Linked DNA regions of Siniperca chuatsi: region 1 is linked to region 2. A link is a contact called in public Hi-C data. All regions are on one chromosome and are shown on one strand. Each heading gives the region's core, a stretch centred on a gene start, on an enhancer-like site or on the middle of the called end of the contact. The rest is flanking DNA. Distances are from core to core; before and after follow the strand shown. Region 1 has its middle 79 kb from the start of hic1. Region 2 holds the start of hic1 (hypermethylated in cancer 1 protein).

Evidence for each region. A called contact is a pair of places that touch in the nucleus more often than the background predicts.
Region 1: a Hi-C map of liver shows a contact between it and region 2, with 4 times the contacts expected there. The contact joins the enhancer-like site here to the promoter of hic1 in region 2. A contact is called at or near these places in 3 of 3 Hi-C or Micro-C datasets (liver, skeletal muscle and an unstated tissue).

Annotation. Positions count from the first base shown.
Region 1 is chrLG7:21,855,943-21,861,953 of ASM2008510v1, forward strand. No RefSeq gene overlaps it. Among protein-coding and RNA genes, the nearest start is that of hic1, 79 kb to the left of the region's middle. Within about 2 kb of position 3,904, the one cell type or tissue checked has an H3K27ac peak away from gene starts, as active enhancers do. A contact at or near this core is called in liver, where this site is marked.
Region 2 is chrLG7:21,778,724-21,785,431 of ASM2008510v1, forward strand. It overlaps hic1 (hypermethylated in cancer 1 protein), which reads left to right and starts at 1,255. Exons shown (of 2, transcript XM_044201829.1): 1 at 1,255-1,437; 2 at 6,154-6,708. The coding sequence starts at 1,386.

The sequences.
Region 1 (6,011 bases), core at 2,654-5,153, 80 kb after region 2:
CTGTTCATCCCCATCCATCCTCATCACTCTTTGACACACACACACACACACACACACACACACACACACACACACACACACCTTAATAACTACTGGTGAAGTGATGACCCACATGGCTTTTACGTTTAGCTCATTAAACCTGATGTTGCACCTCTAACAGCAGCAACAGCTCTCTCATCCATGTGCAGGTATGGAGTTTGTTTAATGTTCACTTATACATGTGAAGTTCTATTCTTATAGTGTGTCAGAAAACTATTTCAAATCTAACTCAGGTAATTCCTTTCATGCAATTGTTGTCTAAATGAACCCTTTTGCATGTCAATGTATATGTTTGCAGATAAATATTGATACAATTACACTATACAAATGCCAAAGAAACTGTATGTTTGAGATAACTAGTACAGTGCCCATTCAAAACGTGCCTTTTCGGAACGGGCTGATTGCTTGGCCTCTGATATTGCTGCTTACAGCTTTCTCAAGAACCGCTCATCCAAATGACTTCACAGTCGACACTGCACTTCATTAGAAGTGAAGTCGATCAGATGAGCTGTTGTCGAGAAAATCGAAGGACAAACATGCATGCATACATACAGACAGAGAGTCCTTCCATTTTAGTTTAGCAAAAGACCACCAGAGAGAATTGTCTAGTTTATTTTTCCAACTGTAAAATGTCTTATATCAAAAATGTCTTTGTTTAAGTTGAAAAATCAATAGTGCCTGATGATATTGGTATTGGCCTCAAAATCTAGTTCTGGTTGAGCTCTACCCCAAATCCATTGCATGGACTGTAGGATGAGTTTTATAAAGTGTAGAGAGGCACTACAGCCTGCAAATGATGCTGTAAAGAGAAATTACAACATGACCTAATCAGAAATGCAGTTTATATATTACGTATGTCATAGTTTGTCATATTCAGATGTCTTTTACTAATGCGATGCACTGAGTGGGAGCTGTTTTGTCACATGATCTTACAAAGTTGGGTAACTGTGAGCTCTGACTCCTCTCTAGAGTGGACAGTGGGAGCTGGCAACAAGCACGTCCCAATATGAATGACTTCCTGTGCTGTGGGCCTGGACTGTGGCATCTGTCAGCCCACTACCCCTCCCTGCTCTGTCACTCCCTCCACCTCTCCCCTACTCTCTCTTTACAGTCCATAAGCACTCCCTCCCTCCCCCTCTCCATCCCTTTGCCCTCTTGCCCACCATCCCTGACTGGGGCCTGAATCACACAATGTTTCACTCGATTTGCTGGTAAATCCTCCCTCTCCCTAGGCCTCCGGAGTGCTCTCCCACCTTCCTCTTCTTCCTCTCCCTTCCTTCGACAATCCCTTGGCACTGCCACCCACACAACAGTTCCTGTTGATCCCTCTGACCCCCTTGTCGACCCTTGGGCCTAATTATGGTTGCCCCCGGGTAGGGGCTCAAGCCAGGAAAGAGAGAGGGGTTGGTGGTTGTTGGCAGGGCAGCAGAAAACTGAGAGGACCTTCACTGGAAACTCCATCAGTGGCTGAATCACTCTCAGCTGTGCTTTACAGAGAAGTAAAAAGCTGGCCATGCAATTCCAGCCCCTGAGTGTTTGTCTTCTGTCCAATTTTGATGTCTTTATAGCTTCATCCCAGTGACCAAATATGGTATAGTGGTAAATAATGTATTCAGTTCACTGCTGCTTTGGATTGTATTGTTGATCCAAGCGTGAAAACATTTGGGATGCTCTCACACTGTTAATTATAAAAAGACTATTACATGTAACACATTATAGTGTTTTGTGGTAAAGTGCATTGTCCATCTCTAGAGAGTGCACATCATAATGAATGAATCATAATGAATTCAAATAATCCCCCCAAATGGGACATCAAACTTGTTGTTTTTAATCTTTTTAAAAATGACAAAGGCAGGTCTACCGAATACATCTTGTAACAATATTGCATTATGGAGTTTGACTCTGAAGCCTGATATATAACGTCAATTATGGCTTGAAATTTAAGTAGGTATGATGTTTTTGTTTCTTTTGACACACTTATGGTTCAAGGTTCAATTTATTCATTCATAAATGCATTGGAAATTACAGTTCTCCTATTCTAATCAGCCAACACTGATTACAGAACATAACAAATAAATACCCCATATAAAACCATAGATAAAAACAACATGAATTTATTTTAAAAAATTGAAAATGATAAAACACTGGGATAAAAGAACACTTCACTTTCTCAACAAGTGTTGGAAATATTTTTTGATGTCATATCATCTACATTTTACCAATTAGCTGCAAAAAGAAAAGCATGCCATCAAAGGAAGAAAGGCCCCTAAATGTAGTTTGCTATTATTTTAAGGTGAATATAACCTTTGGGCAAAATATGTCTGCACACGTTGCCCTACAGAATATGTATGTATTATTAGATCAACTGAACTTTGGTTGACACTTGACAAATGACTATCAAAACCCATAATCATTTCGCATGTTGACTGGTTTCCAGGAGACATTGGCAACAAACATTCATGCAAAGGTTTTCAATCAACTGTCATATTGTATTGTGGGTTACCTTGGTATTACAGTTTCGTAATGAGGATATTTTCTCTTTCGATCTACAAGTTGTGTGAAAAAACTGCCAAACAGATGCACTCAAGATTCTCTTTGCACTGTCTTTGCTCTCACACTGATACAGGCCAATGGACAGCTCATGTTTTTTCCTGCAAACCACAAAGACACATGACAACTGTTATCTTTCTGTGGACAAAAAAGACAAAATCATTCTGCATGTTTGGCATAATAGTGAACTTGCTTTCGTAATTACATCTACTGACGGTAAATATGTCTGTGAGCATGTGAAATTGGACACATGTGCCTTCCCATGCAAAGGTGACTGCTATGACAAAGGGGCAAAGGACAGTACGTGTGCAAGTCAGGTTGTCTACGTGCCGACCTGCCCCTGTGTGTATATGAAAGTGTGTGCATATGACTTTTAGCGCCAGTGTGACTGCAAAAGTGTGCAAATGTGTAACCACACTGAAGTGAACATGCCTGCCACAAATGGGGGAAAATGAAGAATTAGAGAACAAAAAGAGAGGCAGGCGTCAGAGGTGCAGCAGTGTGCTGTCTGTACAAATGTGGGTATGAAAAGACACACACATATAGGCACATGTTTAGAAATACACACACAGCAGGCTGACACAAAGCCACACACCCACAGGTTTCACTTCTGCCTGGTGTGGCAGCACTCTTGAAACACCAGTGTACCGAGGTTAAGGTTCATGTACAGGTCAGGGCATACACACGAGTACAAAAACTTTATATAACAATTATAGAGTATGAGGTTATACCAGGTAGCAAAATAACATTACAATAGACACATGAAGGGCACAAATACTGTACCTGCTATTCTACATTTATTATTACAGGTATGAACCTAAAGTGTCTGTAAAATATGACAAAAAAAAAACATATATGTAAAATATAGTTAATGCCAATAGAAGAGGGTGAGACGGCCTGCAGAGCACCAAGGGAGCTACACGCAAAGAAACAAAACAGCCACACACACATGAAAAGACCAACAGAGGAGTGTGTTACGGTGCCACTGTGTGCATGGCGCTCATTATTCAGCAGGAGAGAGAAAATCTGTCAGAATCAGAGTTTGGGAAGCTGGTGAGAGTGCTAAGACTTGCCCACACTGCTACAGGGGAAATAAGCACATGAGAAGTTTGTGGTGACGATACAGAGTTATACTGAGATGGGGAACTTGACCCTGGGAAATGAGCAGGAGCTGTGTTGCGGCTCATTTGCATGGTCACAATATCAGACTATTTCTTAATCAACCCATGGTGCTTATCTCTAACCTTGTGACCTTTGGTTATGGTAAAGTACCTGCCTTTTGCGGTAGATTAGAGGATTTTACACCAGTCTGATGCATTTAAGTGTCTCTCTGTGTGTGTGTGTGTGTTTCTGTTTGTGTTCAGCACATGTGACAGACTACGTGTGTGTGTCAGAGCGTCGGCAGGGGTGAGAGCAGCGCTGGTTGGGGGGAGAGGTTGCGGGTGTTGGAGGGGTGGGCGAGTCTTTCTCATGGCCTCTGAGCCCTCTCTGGACTCTGTTCTTGCCTAGTGATTGGTTAACTCCCAGACACTGTCACTGAGACCAGACAAAGCATACACACACACACACACAGAAGAAGAAGAAGAAGAAGAAGAAGAAGAAGAAGAAGAAGAAGAAGAAGAAGAAAGGAAGAGAGATAGAGAAGAGATAAAAATAGACAGTTAGGCTGCTAGACTGGATGACACAAATGCAAGAAGACAGAAAGAGAGAAAGTGAGTCGTAAAAAACAAAGTGGGTTTAACTGAACGTGACACTGAATGTCAAAGAGTCAATGTGTCAATCAGTGTCGTGGTTAATGCAGCAAGGCAGCCAGGACTGCAAACATCACCAGTGACAGTTTTTCTCTCTGTCAAAGGAAGAGTCTGCCCTCTGCTGACAGCATTTTTTAACTGCATGTATAACACTTCAACTCTTTTATGCAGCCTGTTGTTGAACGTGAGACAAGAGGGCCTGTCCTCATTATTGAAGTAGCTGTAAGCAGAAGTAGCAAACACAGGAAGGACTTTGTATCTCTGATATGAAACTCTTAGACAACCGCTCACTTGACAAGAAAGCTGGCCCACACTATTTTTAAGATCAAGTGGATCTGTAATCATGACAAACTAACAGTTAACAATGTGAATGTAGTCATTTTTAACACACAGTCAAATACATGTAAATGTGTAGTGTAAAACTGTGATGTTTCTTTTTTTAGCTGCTGTGGGAAGAAAACACATCATACATTTATAACTAAGTCACTTCAGGTATCTAAGAAATGTAACAACATAAGTGACCTGTGTGGTAAGTCAATATTTGCTAAGCTGATCATGAAAGTAATTTAGAAGTGAGGTTTTGCACCTTTTATTGCCACAGAAGCACAAAGAGACAAACATTTAGTTGAAAGACCCAATTTGGTAAGACAACAGCTTGACAATTGCCACTTAGAAGCATTTTTCTTCTTGTTGATTTAGTGTTGTTAGCTGTGTGTGTGGGGATATAATCCTGTCTAAAGTTAGGCTAGTCACTCTACAACAAGCAGGGCAGCCCTCAGTGGTAATACTGCACCTTTTTGTGTCAGACACCGCTGAGCCAAAGCTGCATGAAGAGACAGGAGTCTGTTCAAAGGTAGCCTCGGGCACAGAGAAACGGCCATTAATCAAAAGCTAATGGCTGCCTTTAATATGCAGAGTCATATAGACAGACATTAATAAAGCACTGACCCAGAGCAGGCAGGATTAAAACAATAGTTTATACAGTAGTCTTTGTTGAGCCGCCCATAAATCACCTTCAGTATCAACACACCATAAGAGTGTTTCTATAGATTATACACACTCACTTGTGGGTGTGTATACAGACGCCCTCAAGCAGGTCTGGCACTTCAGTGTTAGCACAAGTGGCGAGGTTGTTTATCACACAGTCAGCTGGTAATCCCTCTGTTAGGCTAAGCGCTGCCCTTAGAAGTATGAGAACCACTCGCAGCACATGTGGGCATACACACACACACACACTCACACACACACACACACACATACACACACACACACACACACACACAAAATGATGTGTTTGAAATACAGTGAGTGGGTGCGTTATTCACTTCTAAAGGCCGTTATGGTTGACACGGGTTAAAGGATAGGAGTTATTCTATAGTTTTCTTATTGTCAACAAACCAACAAAAGATCAAAACCATCAATGCCTCAGTCCATTGATCTATATTTTCTGACTGTCTCTTCTTCTCTGACCCCAGACGATGTATTCTAATGACTTTGGTGATCCTCTGACTTTGCCTCTAGCACCACCATAACATTTGACATTTGTGGTTTTGAGTGAAATGTCTCAACAACTGTTTGATGGACTGCTTTGCAATTTGGTACAGACATTCATATCTATCTAATTGTAATAACTTTTCATCCAGTAACAGGTCTAAATTTATATAAAAGTTA
Region 2 (6,708 bases), core at 5-2,504:
ATATACGCATAATTAAATCATCCAAGACACTGGAGGTCTTCTTGAGAGGATTTTCAGCATACGCTGTTGGCGTAAAGTAGGCCAAGAAATAAACTTGCAATTTATAAAAGCCACATAAAATATATTTTTTTAATAATTCATTTTGGTATTGAATGGGATGACTGCATACATCTACTGAAGGGAAAAGGTGTCCATTGCGGGCTCTATGTTATATACATACATTAATGCCTATAAGAATATTTTGACATCAATCCATTGTGGGGCCAAAATTGACAAGGTTTTAAGTAGGTAGGCACGTTATTTAAACATCTGCACTGATAAAAATAGGTCCTAATGTCCTTATGATGCCAGTTTTCAGGGGACATTTATCTGCCCATTTACAATGCTGTCCACTTCAGTGTCCATGTCCACAGCAGGTGTTTTACCTGAGAGACAGAGAGAGAGATGTGCTTTAAAGTGTTAAAGTGGTTCTTTTTAATTTCCACTTAGCTAATTGTGCTCTTTAAGTGACGCCAGGGGGCCCATTAAGGCTCCAAATTTGAGGTATGCAGGGAAGGTAAAAGACAATCTAATTTAACAGTTTTATTGATTTTGCTTAATTAAAAAGTTTGCAATTACAGAATACCTACAGTTGTACATTTATTTACTAACTTGCACAAGAAGCAAACACGACTTGTGAGTGAATTAGATTTAATTTTGGCCTCAGGGACAAAATAAAAGGAAGATGGTGGTGTTTGAGGGGGTGGGGGGTCTAATTTCTTGAAGGTCCTTGACGTGAAAATCTTTAGCAACGATTGATGTAATCAGTTATTTCCATCATTAAACTCCTCTCCAAAGTTTAAGTGCCTGATCACAAATAGGCCCTATGCAACATCGAGTGGGCTATATAGGCTACGTCTGTATACAATAGCTGCTTGTCTCTTTAAGACGATGTGTTGAGAAGTTCAAGTCGGGGTCAACTGAAGTTCCTGCCCTCGATTTTACCTTTTATTTTTATTATAGACTGACATCACACGGGGCGCTAAAACACTTAAGGCGCATAGAGGCTCCATTATCATCCCGGTGCGCGTTATTGCTCCAACTCAAAAATAGCTAAGGAAATTACTAGAAAAAAAAATAGGAGGAAACTGATGCTGGTCTAAGCACGTATTTTTTTTATAGGAGGGGGTGAGAAGGAGGGTAGAGGAGGGGCAGAGAGACACAGAGAAACGAGGGAGAGGGAGGAAAGTGGGTGGGAGGACGGACCTAAGGAGCGACAAGAAATTCATATCAATTAATAATCATAAAAAAAGAGCTGGCAGACACGCTCGGAAAACTGGCATGGTTTTTTGGAGGCTGGCAGTTCAAAGCTGAAACGTCAGATATGACTCCTAGAGACTGCTGAGATGATCATTAAAGGAGACTTAGATCGGATGGCAGAAGACATCGGGCATGCAGGTAAGAGCTGACATGCTGCACACAGGCATCCAAACAAGAACTGGGGAAGGGTGACATTTAGGTTTTTATTTATTAAACTGTACAGTATATACTGTCAGAAAGGAAATGTGTTTTTTATTCAGTCTTTGAAATATTAGCAGAACGTATTTTATATAGGACATCGTTTTTATTCCAGTATTAATCCTATTTTGATATCGAAAAGAAAGTATCCGCTTCTTCTTTTATTCCGCACTTAAAACGAGTCGGTTGAAAACATCTTTTCCCCCCAGCTAATTAATTGTATATAGACCAATCAGTTTATTTGTAAAATTATTCAGGGTCAGTCTGATGTAGTCCTAATGGAGAATTTGATCTAAAAAGTTCCGAGTACAAAACAAGACAAGTCTGTTGCACTCTCCAAAATGATCTTTTCTTCGAGTTTAATTATTTAAAAAAAAAGTTTTTTGAACTCAGATGTAATGTAAAAGTTAAAAGGAACATCGACCTCTGTTAAAAGGGAACTCCAGCTTCTTCAGTAATCTTGTAATAAAATTAAGAAGGACGCTGCAGCAAAATCATAATGCTCCTATTGGACATTATAAAATAGGCCTGTCACTGTGTGTAATAATGCCAGAACTGAGCTCAGGCGAACTCAGAAACACTAAAGAATTTTATAGGAATATATTGGGGGGAGGATTTTTAGTGCATGGATTTCTGGTTCATTTTATAAAAGCCGAGATTTTATACACATGTATGAAAGAGATGCTTCTCAGTGCTGTTGACAGCTCTGAAGAAGAAACAGCTGTCTGATACACCTTAAAGTACAATGAGCTGAAAACAGTCTGTTTCTGGAGGTGATTTAGGGCTTCTTTGGCGGAGATAAGGTGAAGGTTTAAAGGCTGCAGCTCAGAGAGATGGATTCACTCGTGATTCGGTTTACTGGACAATATGTGAAGAGCGGAGTAAAACAGATTAGAGACGCAGCGAGGACAGGTCCTCTCGGAGTCAGCAGACAACTTGATGCTTTGCTTGCAAAACGCGACGTGAAGATACTCAGATACTTCAAATCTTGCTCTTTGATAAACCGTGACACAGGCAAATAAAACTTACATACAGTAAATTTTATTTAATTTTCAAATAAATGTATCGTCTAACGATCATCAGAGTTTAGGAGAAGAAATTAGAAATACATGATTCAAATAAAATGGAATATTCTGCTGTAAAACCTGTACGATATTAAATGATTATAATCCATACAGTGACAACATACCCTGTTAATTCTTAAATATAAGTGTTAATTATTACAATATCATATTAATATGCTTATACTTGGTCTCCTGTTTAAATCAACTCTGTTAATTAGGTTCCTATCAAGATGAAGAAACCGTGTTAATCTCATACTCCCGTGAGTATTTGATACGTGTGGGCTGATTTTTAGATTCGCGATTACAGCAATCAAACAGGAAACTGACACTCCATGATGTTTGCTGACCTGACTGAAACTGAACGTATTCACCTATCATGAGTGCTACTACTCGATCTGCGCTTCAGGATGCAGTTGTTCTGTCTTTAATGTAAAACTCATTTAATGCATGTTAAGCTTCGCCAGCCTGTATATGCCTCTTGTGAGTCACAAAAAGGACAACAAAATATCATTATTTGGATTAAAGTAATATGAAACTACAGTAAAATATCTTCTTGCAAGTTTACACTCACCTTGTACTGCAGTGTTGCCTCATAAATTGAACATGGACTAAATATGAAGTGGTCAAATGGGTTCTAAAATAAACAAGGAGACATGAGCATGGGCAGCAAATTGAAATGAAAGAAAATAAAATGTCAACATGTAGTTTTAAGCAGATGTCTGCTGTGTTTAGTCTCCTGCTTCACCCCAAACCACAAAAGTGACAAAACAGACAAAACACAGGGGCAATGAATATTAATCTAATGCAAGTAAACTGAATGCCATCACCATTAACTACATCAACATCATCTAAGCTTCCTCAGCATGTTGACGGGTAGTTAAAAAGAAGACTATCAGATGAAAACAGCCATGCATCCCAGAGGGACTTGTGTAACCTTCTCTCAGGCGACTGTACTGTAAAATGATTTAATTGAATCTCTTTAACATAACAAACCAACAAAACAAACTGTAGTGCAGGCTTTGAATGTGTTTACAAGAACATTATATGTAGCAGGCTTGCTTTAAGATGAATTATCTGACTAAAATATCTTTGCAATCATAGATGGCTACCTAACAGGATGCAGTGAGCTTACACATGCCCTCCAGATCAAGCGTTTCATAAAACAGTGAAAATGTTTTACTGTAGTCTTTCTCTTTTTGTCAGTAGGTTACATCAAACAGCGAGCTCAGATATTTTAAGAGGAAAGTTGTACTGTAGCCTCTCAAAAGACTCATTCTGATCACAGCGAGTGAAAAGAGAACCTTATTGTTTTGATGGGAAACCCTCAGCCACTTTGAATGTCATTACCAGAAGACATTACCCAAAATAATTAGTTGTATGCACAGCACATTGCAGGTGCATGTTGCTTTGTGCATGAGATTTTTTTTTCTTGTATCACAAAAGATTTTATAAAATTTGCAAGAATATATTAAATGTGGGTTTAAATGTCCTGCTGTAAAGAAGGCATAGTTTAGTCATGCTTTGTGATGCAATTGAACTGTGCTGCATAAAACGGCGCTGTAGATCTTATACAGATGAGAATGTACCGATTGTGTGTGTGTGAATACACAACGTGTCTCCATGCTACGCACAGTAACCAGTAACAGCAACAGTAAGCTGAAAGCCCTTTATTGCAATGAAGACTGCAAAAGTTCAGCAAGTTGTGGAAAGTACTTGGCCTATTCCTCATATCAAACTCATTTCTAAACATGTTTGATCTGACCGATGTTAAAATTTATAGTAAAATATGACTGTTGAGTAATCAAAGCCAGACAGAAACCAGAAGTGGAAACACTTGAGATGACAACTGGGGACATGATGGAACATAAACCCACCTAAACCTGCCATACCCGCCTTTTTATTTGTAGTCTTTCTTTTTTTTGTTGATATTTATGACCAGATAATAAGTAATAAATAGCATAAAAGTCATACGTGTAGATATGAGGACAGCACCTTTAAAAAAAAAAGAAGAATACTTTTAATGAAAATTATTGTATTTAAAAGATATATTTTCTTTCATATTGATGACTTTTCTCCGCATGATCACAAGCTGGACGTCATACTTATTTTGACATTTCATTTTGCCTTTCCCTTTCAAATTTCCTTCTGATGTTATAGGCCTGATGCTAAACATGCATTCACAAAAATACACCACTAAAATTGTACTAAGGAGTGACCTTGATTTTTAGGAATACACAGCCTTAGCAACGGTGCATTGTAAGAGAAGAAACTAGACACGATTCAGGATTCCCCAGAATTCCTTAGTAACTAATTTGTCAAGGTTTTTTAAATTTAGATTCATACGTCCTTCATTCTTGTGCTGATCGTGTACACTGAATGAAATAAACAAGAAGTGAATGAGCTGGTGTCAGGAAGACCATGATCAGACAGATGACATGATATTTATTTAGTTGCTTGTTTCCCATCAGTGAAACTAAGCCCATAGGGACAGTTTGAGACATTTAATCTAATAAGTAAACTATCCTCAGATGCCACTGGTTGAACAATACATGGTGTTTCATGCATGCAGCTGATATAGTTTATTTTAGGCTTGAACAATTAGTGTTGATATTTGAGCGTGTATGAATGTGTGTGCGCGTATGTGTGTGTGTGTGCATTAGATCCCAGGAGCTCATCTCAGTGAAAAGTATTAAACCATGTAATGCTGATTTACATCCCGTGCGCTCAGTGTTCCTTATATGACTGGACAGAAAGGGGAGCCGAAACACCTATCTTTTTTTGGATGTGCAACACCCCCCACCCCACCCCCACAGGTTTAAACCTGCTGTTCATCATACTTGTGAAACATTCATCCCTTGCTTTGTTTAAAACTCTGCACACCACTTCTGGAATACTTTATCGGGAAGCCAGCAGTTACAAAATGTATATCTGCGGTTCTCTGAATTTTGTTGTTTCCTCTCTTTTTGCTCGCTGCAGAGGAAGTGAATGCGTATTCATGAATTTCTGATAATGAGAAAACCATTGCAACTGCTCACCTTTAGCAAAAGTTCACTTTTACTGAGTGGCCTTTAAGTGCACTTCCCACACATAAGTTCTGCACTCTGTACATGTGCCATTGAGTGATATCTATGATTTAAATATGATTATTTAAATATTTAAGACATGATTTACAAATTAATTAGTAAAGATGGCAACAAAATCAAATAATAAAACTGTAATTATGAGTTTGCATAAAAATGCATTAAATTAAGTCATGTGTTGTGTTTCAAAATAAATTCTGTTATTAATGAATTAATCTACTGTCTATTAATCCTCATAAATGTATCCATATGCAAAGGTTATTTTTGTTTCCATATTACTCTTTTCTTTAAAGACATTCTACTTTTATGTTGGCAATCAAACATTTTGGCACTCAAACCTCTCAAATATATTTTAATATAGTCTGATGTGTAAATCCTAACTTTTCATAGATTACTTTTATAAACTGCATCAATAATCATTCTTGTGGTGCAGAAAATGACTCATTAATTGTGTTTTTGTATATGGAAATGCTCACTGCCGCATGACGTTTTACAGATATCTGTTGTTTCAGGTGGCGGACTGAAGACAATGCTGGATGCCATGGAAGTTCCAAGTCATGCTAGGGATCTCCTCCTGCAGCTCAACAGCCAGCGAACCAAGGGCTTCCTGTGTGATGTTATCATTGTGGTGCAGAACGCCCTCTTCAGAGCTCACAAGAACATTCTGGCTGCCAGCAGCCTCTACTTGAAATCTTTGGTGGTCCATGACAATCTCATCAACCTCGACCACGAGATGGTGAGTCCGGGGGTCTTCAGGGTCATTCTGGACTACATCTACACAGGCCGTCTTAGTGAGGGAGACCCCGCTTCTCCCACTGAACCCAATCTAGGGGCTGTCTTGGCAGCAGCCAGCTACCTTCAGCTGCTCGACTTAGTGGCTTTGTGCAAAAAAAAGCTGAAAAGAAATGGCAAGTACCCTCCCCGCCCAGGTCCTGCATTTCTGCCCTACCCAAAGATGGGGCCCAATAGTATGGGTCTAGCGAGTGGTGGAAGGTATAGGGTTTCTACTCCTGTCATTCAGTCCTGCCCTCCTGGAGGAATTTTGAATAGCCATGCAACCCGGGCAC